Regions from separate parts of the Mus musculus genome. Here region 2 is linked to region 1. A link is a contact called in public Hi-C data. All regions are on one chromosome and are shown on one strand. Each heading gives the region's core, a stretch centred on a gene start, on an enhancer-like site or on the middle of the called end of the contact. The rest is flanking DNA. Distances are from core to core; before and after follow the strand shown.

Region 1 (4,632 bases), core at 1,440-3,939:
TGTTCCCAAAGCTTGGGGAGGGGAGAGTTGATAGATGTGCCCCGTCTATAGCTGAGCACTTGGAATTGCTACTAGCCTTTTATTAGCTACTATTTGCTTTCTATATAGCCATGGCTGGCCTTAAACTCACATCCTGCCTCAACGTCCTTATTATAAGTGGGAGCCACCACACCCAACCCAACCCATGTTTGTTAGTTTGTTTTTTAAGGGAATTAAGAAGGAAAATAGCAAAGTGCCATTAAGATTGTTTTCTTGCTTATGACCACATTTCTTCAGTTCTTTCTGGTGCTCTTGTAGTTTAATCTCTTGGGAGTTTAACATAGCCATTAAGGGGAGGGGTCTGGCCATAAATGCTTCACATGAATGTTCATCACTCAGGGAGCTCTTAACATTCATGTGTCACCATCAGAATCAGTGGTCTCCCCCAGCAAGATTGCGTTTCCTCTCAAAGTAAGATGGTGTCTCAACGTGGACCCAATTGATTATCGTTGTACTTAATCTTAATTGGCTGTCTTCTATCTTCCATTTTTGTTATAGCCTTCTGTCTCCAAATATCAGCAACTCAGCCTGGCTGCAAATGAGACAGCTTCCATCTTTAAATTTTATTCAGGTTCAAATATGTCTTTGCAAACAATACATTAGTAAAACAGGCTTCCTCTGACTTCACTCATTGGCTGTAAAGCATGCTGAAAGTTGATGACCGCTACCCCATCGTGTGGCACCCGACAGTGATGCAAACAAAGGGTGAGATACAGTGAAATGCATACTGTGAAACTGCACACATACAGTGAAATGCATACAGGGAAACTGCACACATACAGTGAAATGCATACTGTGAAACTGCACACATACAGTGAAATGCATACAGGGAAACTGCACACATACAGTGAAATGCATACTGTGAAACTGCACAAGGGATAAGCAGGATGGAAGGGATGTACACTAAGATCTGCTCATTAGAGCTCCAGTGGCCCCGATACCCGAGTAAACTAAGCCAGGGCACCTGCACACAGCACTCGTGAGGGGACGCAGCCCCCACGTTCATCTGTGCATCCAGGTGTGCTTTTCAGATTTCATGGTAGCCAGGCTGGGCGCGGTAGAAACCGCTAGCATAGTCAGATATAAGAATATCCTAGTCATGCGACAGTGGGAAGAATCTTCACTCTCCATTCGCAGTGCCTGAGACTTTCCCGCGATCGTGTGACGTGGGGTTAGACAATGCAGCCTGTGCTTTTCATGACCTGGTATCTAAGGCGTGACTGGCAGAATGGACAGTTTGGATAAGTTTCATTCTGGAAGTCTAAAGTTGGCTTTCTGAACACAGACTGTGGTTGGGTTTTTTTTTCCCCCTTTGGAGGCAGTTTATGAATAATGCTTGGTTTTCAAAATAAGCGCCCAGGTCTCAGCCTGTGTAAAGTGAAAGGCCACGACAGTACAAAGGAGAAGTAGAAGGATGCTGCCCGTGAACGAAGGAGACATCAAAGTATAGGAACAGCTTCAGCATGGGAGAAGAGGCCGTTTGGGGTCAAGCGCCCCTCCACTACCCTGCAGCGCCCTCTCTGTTTTGTTGGCCCAGCAGCTATGGCATTGGCTTACAATTGAACAATCTGGGTTTGCCCTGTCTTCCCATTTAGACTATTCAGTCACCATTCCTGATTTCTCTGTTGGTGGCTGCAGTGTTTTTTAGTCAGCAAATCTATTACCTAAAATAAGTAACAGGTTAGCCATTTGATTAAATTGTCAAGTTCATAGACATGATAGCAGTAGTCTGGAGAAAGGAAAAGGTATTGTGTACATTAAATGAGAATGAGAGGGAAAAAAACAAAAACAAGAAACAAAACCAGATCACCAAGACTAGAGACCCAGAATGCCAACAAACCTGGCATCGTCGGTGTGCGCTCTGATACGCTTTTGCAGCCTCCCCTGACACTATGGACATACTTATTTTGTATGGAGAGATATCTTTGGCATTCTAGCTAAATAGCCTGTCTGTGTATCAGGGACACACAAGCTCCCCCTGGGGAGAGATGGGGTATCCGGGCAGCGGTGCTTTATCTCTGTAGATTGGTATAAATGAGCTAGTGGAACCCCCACCAACCGCCCAGGAGTTCACAATTGGAGAACAAAGGGTAGTGGCTCCCAGGAGCTTTCCTGGGCACTCGCCTGCTATTCACTTTGAAGCAAGCTTATTCTCACGCTGGGAGTTGTTTCTAAGTCAGGAACAGCATGTATTTTATAAAAATGTATTCAGTCACTGGTTCTTTTTCCCTGTGCCACCCACACAAGCATACAGAGAAAAGTCTGCTCACCTATTTTATTTGAACTACCTATTTATCCCCTTCCCTCCTCCCTTTAAAGTCTTATGTTAATACTTTTGTGTTTACATTACGTGTTTTTAAAGCCATCCGCAATCCGGGCCAGTTAATTTAGGTCATAGTGGAGCTTGCTCTGGTGGAGGGCGGGTAGCCTTGAACGCAGCCTGGGCAGCCTTCACTGGTGCGATACAGACTTCAGTTTCCCCGCTATAATTATGAGCAAGAAGCCTGTGTTTAATTGCAATGCATGAATGGGAGATGTTCTTCAGCTTATCTGCATTCATCGCTTGCTGCTGGTTTCTCTGTTGAGGTCTCCATCAGCGTTGCTACAGAGCTCTTGGCAGTGCTGCCGCAGTTGCTGGTGAATTTTTATGATCTGTTGCATGCCGCTGGTACAGTTTCCTGCCCTGTAATGGTATCAGTTTTCCTGACACAGGCGGGGGCTACAGACTGAAACCCAGGAGCCCGCATTAGCATAAAACGTCCCAATTCTGTCAGTTTGATTAATTTGTCTCTTTGTCTCCACTCTATATGATAAGTGCTATTAATGGTTGCAGCACTTCATATGTCAAAGTCTTTCTTCCTAATGACTTGAAAATGTGGTTTATTCCCCCTCTTTCTGTACTATTTCTCTCATTTAGCATTCTACTCAGTATAGATTTATGCCACGCTCTTTCATTGTCTTCCTGGCTGCAGCGCCGCAGTGATTACATATGGTGTGGAGCGCGTAGAGATGTGATCCCAGGGGCGGCAGCTGCTGACGCAAGCTGAAAATAGAGCCAGCGTCTGCTCAGCACTTTTCCCAGAGGCCTTTTATTTATTAGTAACAGCCTTGGTGCAGGACAGCTCGGATCCTCATTTAGTGAGATGACTTTTTTTTGCCTCTTCAAATGCCGCGGTGACTTTGCTCTATTTACCGACACTGCTGTGTGATATTTTTAACTGCCTTGTATCTCACCAGTGACTTAGCCAAACGTAAATCGTAATGTAACCTCAATATATAATGAACTCAAGAAAAGACAGGCTCGGGTGCTAGTGGCTCCGATACTGGTGAACATAGTGCATCTACTCAGAAGGTATAACTGTGCATACCCTGAGAGTTGAGAAACAAGGAGTAAAATTCTAATGATCTGCGTAGTGAAAGAAAAAAAAAAGAAAAGACAGGCTCCACTGGAAGAAATGGGAGCCTGGCAGCTCTGTGGTTTAAATTAAATAAGCCTGTTTGTAAGACAGCATTTTTACATGCTACAGTGCTTTACCATGTGCCTCTATTCTTCTTCCTGGGACCCTCACACTATCTCTAGGACTTGTTCTCTGATGAGGAAAAGGCAAAGAAACTGCATGACAGAGCCGCAGCACTTTCATAAGAAGGGAAGATGAAGAGATGGGGGTTTTGCCGAGGTCAGTCACTGGACCGGAGTCAGCATCATTAGTGATTGAAATGGGCACTTATCAAGCCAATCCAGCCAATCGGAGTGCTCAGACTCGTCTGTGAGCACAGCACATCTGTGATACAAATGTAACGGCAGAATTTAGGTTCAGAGTAACAGCTGTTCTTCTACACATGTTTGTAAATTCATACGCTTGAAAAATGCTAGTAAGATATTTTTCACAAGAATTCTTCGTTTGCAATGTCATTCTTCTCTGTGAGAAACAGTCTTTGAGCAGGATAAGGGCAGGGCTGCCTCATTCTCTATGCTATCGGAACGTGTCAGTCCAGTCATTCCTTTGTGCATGATCAACTGTTCCGAGTTGCAAAAGTGGAAAGATAATAACATTAAGATTTACAGACAAATAGCAAACTGAAAATGTCACTTCTGGCCAGGGCCTGTAAAATAGTGAGAAAGCCTTTGAATAGGAAGCAGACCTCTTTGTGATGAAGAAGTGGAAAACGGAAACCAAAATCCCAGGCGAGTTGACCCTTTTCCTTTTTTCTATTTTATGTGGTTTTTAGCCACTCTAGAGCCAGTGGACAGAGAGCAGGATGAATCACTTCCTAAATCTGTTCTTACCTGAGGTAGGACCATGGGTTTCTTTCTTTAGTAACAGATTTTATTAATGCCATGATCAAACAGAGCTAAACACATGATTCCCTGCTGGGTCGGCATAAAAAATTAAAATAGTGACTCAGTATAAATAGAGTGTGATCATCTCATTTGAGCAAGTGTAGAATCTGTAATGCTCAAAGAGCATCATTGATACAAGGACCAAACCAGCAGCTGCTGGACTAGAAGACAAGCCCCCTTTTGCGCTCCACACACATGCAGTTACACAAACGTAAGATTGTAGCATTTTATTGGTTGTGATCGTTGCGGCT
Region 2 (4,528 bases), core at 309-2,808, 250 kb before region 1:
AGTCCTGTCAGCCCAGGAGCTCAGTAAGCAGACCATGCCTGTATCTCAGGTGCGTTCCCATGATCCTGACTGAGTTGTTTGCCCCTCTGGTCGTAATGCCAGCCTCCTAAGGTGCTCTGAAGATTAGCTTGGAGCAGAGCCAGCACATGGTAAATGCTTAGTGTGTACTGGAAACTTTTTTATGTTTTCCATTTATTTTGGTTTTTTAGAATGCTGGTTAAATAAACACAATATGTATTCTCTTTTGAAGTGTATAGTTCAGTAGTGGTGGTTATATTTAAATTGTTGTGTAGCAGATCTGTAGGATTTCCATGTTACAGCCCTGAAGTGTTTGTTATTGTTATTATTTTAAATCTCACTTTCTCCCACAGTCAGTTGCACAGTTTCGTGGACTGGGATGTCGACTCTGCTGAGCAGAAACTGCTTGGTGATGTATGGAAGGAGCCAGCGCCAGCCCCCCCCACCCCAATTTCTTGAATGAATGAATAAGAACAATGGCATAGTGAATGCGGTTTTGAAAACTTATTTCTCACTTAACAAGTAAATCTATTTTTAAACCGTTTTAAGTGGAGTAGTGTAAATGGAAAACTGTCTGCCTTCAGGAGTTAAGCTCATTTTTTGTTTTGATTTGAAATAGGGCCTTACTATGTAGACCAGGCTAGCCTCAAACTCACAATTCTCCTGATTCAGCCTTTTGAGTGTGGGGTTTACAGGTGTGGTACAAAGTGGTTCATAAGGCAGCAATCTCTTTTTTTAAGATTTATTTTTATTTATGTGTAAGTATGAATCTCTCTCTGTGTGTGCGCGCACGCGCACGTGCCTTTTGCAAGGTGCCTGAGGAGGCCAGAAGAGGGTGTCAGATCTCCTGGAGCTGGAGTTAAAGGTGGTTGTGAGTCACCTGACATGGGAGCTGGGAACTGAACTTGAGTCCTGCTCAAGAGGCACAAGTGAGTCTTAAACCGCTGAGCAATTTCTTTACCCATATCCCCCACCCCCACCCCCGTGATGTTAAAATGCATTTGTACTGTTTCTCAGTTATTATAAATTCTGCCTTTTCTAATTCAACTTTCCTTCAACAGGAAAAAGAATATCTATTTAGTGTGGATGGTAAAAGAAAAGAGGAAATACTAGCCAATATGCCAAGAATTTGAAAAGCATTCACTTTAAATTCAAACCTTATTCTGTTCATCTGGTCAGGCCTGGCCACTAGAATTCTTACTTCCTTAGGGAACACATGAATCATCTTGTTCTTCCATTTGGATCAGAGGTTCAGGCCTTCATCTGTACTTGCCAGAATTAATGGAACACTAGTATTTCCACTGAGATCCAATCTGGTCAGGCCTGGCCAATCTCAGTCCAGTCTGGGTCTGAGTCTACTCTGGGTCTGGTCTGGGTCTGGTTTAGTCTGAGTCTGATCTGGGTCTGGGGCTGGGTCTGGTTTGGTTTGAGTCTGGTCTGTGCCTGTGTCTAGTATAGGTCTGGCTGTAGCCTGGGTCTAGACTGGGTCTGGTCTGGGTCTGGTCTGGGTCTGGGTTAGTTTGGGTCTGGATCTAGTCTGAGTCTGGGTTTGGGTATGGTCAGACTAGTCTGGTCATGTGCTGTCTAGTCCTGTCTGGCCCAGTCTAGCCCGGTCCCTTTTGGGGTCTTTTAAAAGAATATTTATTGAACATTGCCTAGAAAGGGCCAACACTCTAGGCAAAAGAGAAGAAAACTGTCTCTGACTAAAAAACCTTCCATCTGTAATTAATTACCATCATGTTCTGTGGATTTTTTTTAAACGTTAAATTTTTGATAGGGATTATTTTGCTCATGGGCAAAGAAATCACTTAAATGTTTTTTGGGTTTTTTGGGGGGGGGGTTGGTTTGGTTGTTTGTTTGATTTCTATTTATTTTTAGCTAAACCTTAGGTTTCGTTTTATGACAAATAGGAATGCTGCAATGAGCTCCTTTTGTTTAAACATTGCCATTAGGAAGTAAGCACAGAATGTGGGCTTTGCAGAGACTCACTTCCTTCTACGGGGAACAGGGCTGGTGGGGCCTTGGAGGGTGTGCAGGAGACAGGAAGCCTGTGGCCTGCCAGCGTCTTAACGGGTCCATACAACATGGTGCCTGTCAGGAGTGGGGAGCCAGGCAGCAGCACTCGTCGATGGATGCTTGGCAAACCCTTGCTCAGCTGCATGGCCTGCAGTTATTCATCTTCTGATGGTGATGGCTTTGCCCTTTCCATTGTGACTTCTGGAAACTGGCTGTGCCTACTCATTTCTTCCTGAGCCTGAAGATGGAGTTTATCTGTGAATCAGAGACCATAATCTTTTGAAAGGTCTCCCTTGTGTTCTGAGATTAAAATATTCTTGGGCGAGTGTGATGATTCAGTGGTAAGGTTATGGCCTGAGTTTGATGATGGATGGAGAGAATCAAGTTCCGCAAGTTATCCTCGAACCTCCGTACTCACGTGCGCGCACACATACACACCAACCCACACAAATATATGTAGTGAGAATTTAAAAATGTTCCCATATTTGGATTCTAACAGCAAGAAGATGCATGTTTATAAAATATATAAATATTGTACAGAAAATATAAGTTAACTATTTCTATGTACAAATGTAAACTTCCCTAATGTTTCAAGTCTCCTGTTTGAGTCTGTACCTAAGGAGGAATAGAAATCAAAGACAAGCATGGCCCGGACTCTGAGGTTCTGTTGTCTCACCTGTCCCAGGAGGGAAGCCAGCCTCCTCCTCAGAGCATCTTGGGCTTGGTGACATGACCTTCAGCCAGGCTCTCTGTTCGACTCAGCCGGAACCTCCCTGTGACTGACCAGGGGCCAGGGGCTTGGCAGGGTTGCCTGTCTGTCTGTCTGTCTCTCTCTCTCTCTCTTTCTTTTTTCTGAAATGCCCTTAAGCCTCCCAACCTCACTTTTCATTTTTCTAAGCCTTGCTCATTCTTCACTTCCTTTAGACGCCCCTCCCAGGATCCCCACCCTCAGAGGGTGCCACCCTGCCGTACACGCTTTCTCTTCTCTTTTCTCTTCAAGTTGTTCTCAAAAATGTCAAGTGTATTTTCACCTATGAGTTTGTTTCTCTAATGGTTTTCTCTTATAACACTGTAAGCAGTGTCAGGGAGTGTGGCTGGTTTGTCTGTGTTCACAATATCGGTTTCTAGCAAGGAGAAGAGACTCAAGGAAAAAAGTTGATGTGTGAGCTTTTCACACTTTTTATTAAATGAAAGGTATAACCCGTCATTTATAATGCTGTGAAAACTTTCGTTTTGTTTTGAGATAGGCTCTTGCTACACAGCCGAGGCTGGCCTCAGACTTAGGATTCTTCTGTCTCTGGGCTACCATGCATGACTAAGGGTTTGTAATTTTTTATTAGGCGTTTTAGATGAACTGTAGTATAGCACAAACACACTTTTTGAAAGTTGAGTGAGCACCATGGTGTGACTGTCCTCATGCACAGGAGGGTCCTGGCTTTGCGGAAGTCTCGAATGTGGGATATGCCCCTTGTGGGTTGCTTTTCTCAATTGGCAAATGAACAGTCTGGCCAGATCTAACTCACATAGGGCTTCTTAGTTCACCTACTACTTGGTTATCAAACCAGTGCTGGGCATTGCTGTGGGATACACAGAAAAATAAAGTTAGTTCTTGCATGTATTCATTCGTGTAAAAGTGTTTATTGAATAATAGTGCATACCTACTGAGCCTTAGAGGGTATCATAGTTATGAATACCTGTGTCGCACTCATAGCTATATGTATTTGTACGATGTATTCTAGCCTAAGGTCTAAGAAAAATGTGTTCTTATATGTAGTGAAGATAAGAGGGAACCCCAAAGAAAGGTACAGAATGCTGTACAGGTGTAAGCTGAGTAATGCTAAGGGCACAGGAAAGCATCTTGGATAAAATAGAGTGAGGAGTTCTCTCAAACAGTGGGGAGAACCTTGACAGTTGGAGCTCTTAGAGAAATTCTGGGTGTGGGAACCACTTGAGGGAAGGTGTGGGACAAGGAAAATACTTAGAAAAGAGGCATCCCCTTCATGGGAGCACGGAGAAGAGGTGGTATATAGGAAGCATCCCGCTGAACGTCAGGGTGAGGCTATTGGCCTTTAGGGCAGGACGATCCTTAAATCTGGGAAAGGATACTTTGAGTTACTTTTAAAACGTAAGTGTGTGTGTGTGTGTGTGTGTGTGTGTTATCATCTGCAAGTGGGGATAATTTGACATTTTCCCTTTCTCCTTGCATTCCTTGAATTTGCCCCGACCCCCACCCCCTTGCCTTATTCCTTCAGCGAGTGTTTTGGGCAGTGTTCATAGGGGTGGAGATAGGGACCAGCTCTGTCTCATTCCTGGTTTCAATGGGATTGCTTTGAGGTGTTCTCCATTTAGGATTATGCTGGCTATGGGTTTGGCATATACAGCCTTTATTCTATTGAGGTATATTGTCCTAGGTCCTACTGTCACTGGAACTTTTATCATGAAGACATGTTGGGTTTTATCAATGACATTTTCTGTGTCTATTGAGACAACCAAG

What was found. A called contact is a pair of places that touch in the nucleus more often than the background predicts.
Region 2: a Hi-C map of bone marrow-derived macrophages shows a contact between it and region 1, with 28 read pairs. The contact joins two enhancer-like sites. A contact is called at or near these places in 1 of 15 datasets of contacts at CTCF or cohesin (the NIH/3T3 cell line), 3 of 484 Hi-C or Micro-C datasets (bone marrow-derived macrophages, embryonic stem cells and stem cell-derived epiblast-like cells) and 16 of 115 datasets of contacts at active chromatin or transcription factors (a beta-TC-6 cell line, bone marrow-derived macrophages, craniofacial prominence and 13 more).

Annotation. Positions count from the first base shown.
Region 1 is chr4:32,528,537-32,533,168 of GRCm38.p6, forward strand. All of the region lies in intron 2 of Bach2 (BTB and CNC homology, basic leucine zipper transcription factor 2), which reads left to right. Among named protein-coding and RNA genes, the nearest start is that of Bach2os, 41 kb to the right of the region's middle. RefSeq lists an enhancer at 1,860-4,223. Within about 2 kb of position 2,690, at least 128 of the 459 cell types and tissues checked have an H3K27ac peak or open chromatin away from gene starts, as enhancers often do. A contact at or near this core is called in bone marrow-derived macrophages, where this site is marked.
Region 2 is chr4:32,278,538-32,283,065 of GRCm38.p6, forward strand. It overlaps a transcript of Bach2 not described here. Among named protein-coding and RNA genes, the nearest start is that of n-TGccc3, 51 kb to the left of the region's middle. Within about 2 kb of position 1,559, at least 65 of the 459 cell types and tissues checked have an H3K27ac peak or open chromatin away from gene starts, as enhancers often do. A contact at or near this core is called in bone marrow-derived macrophages, where this site is marked.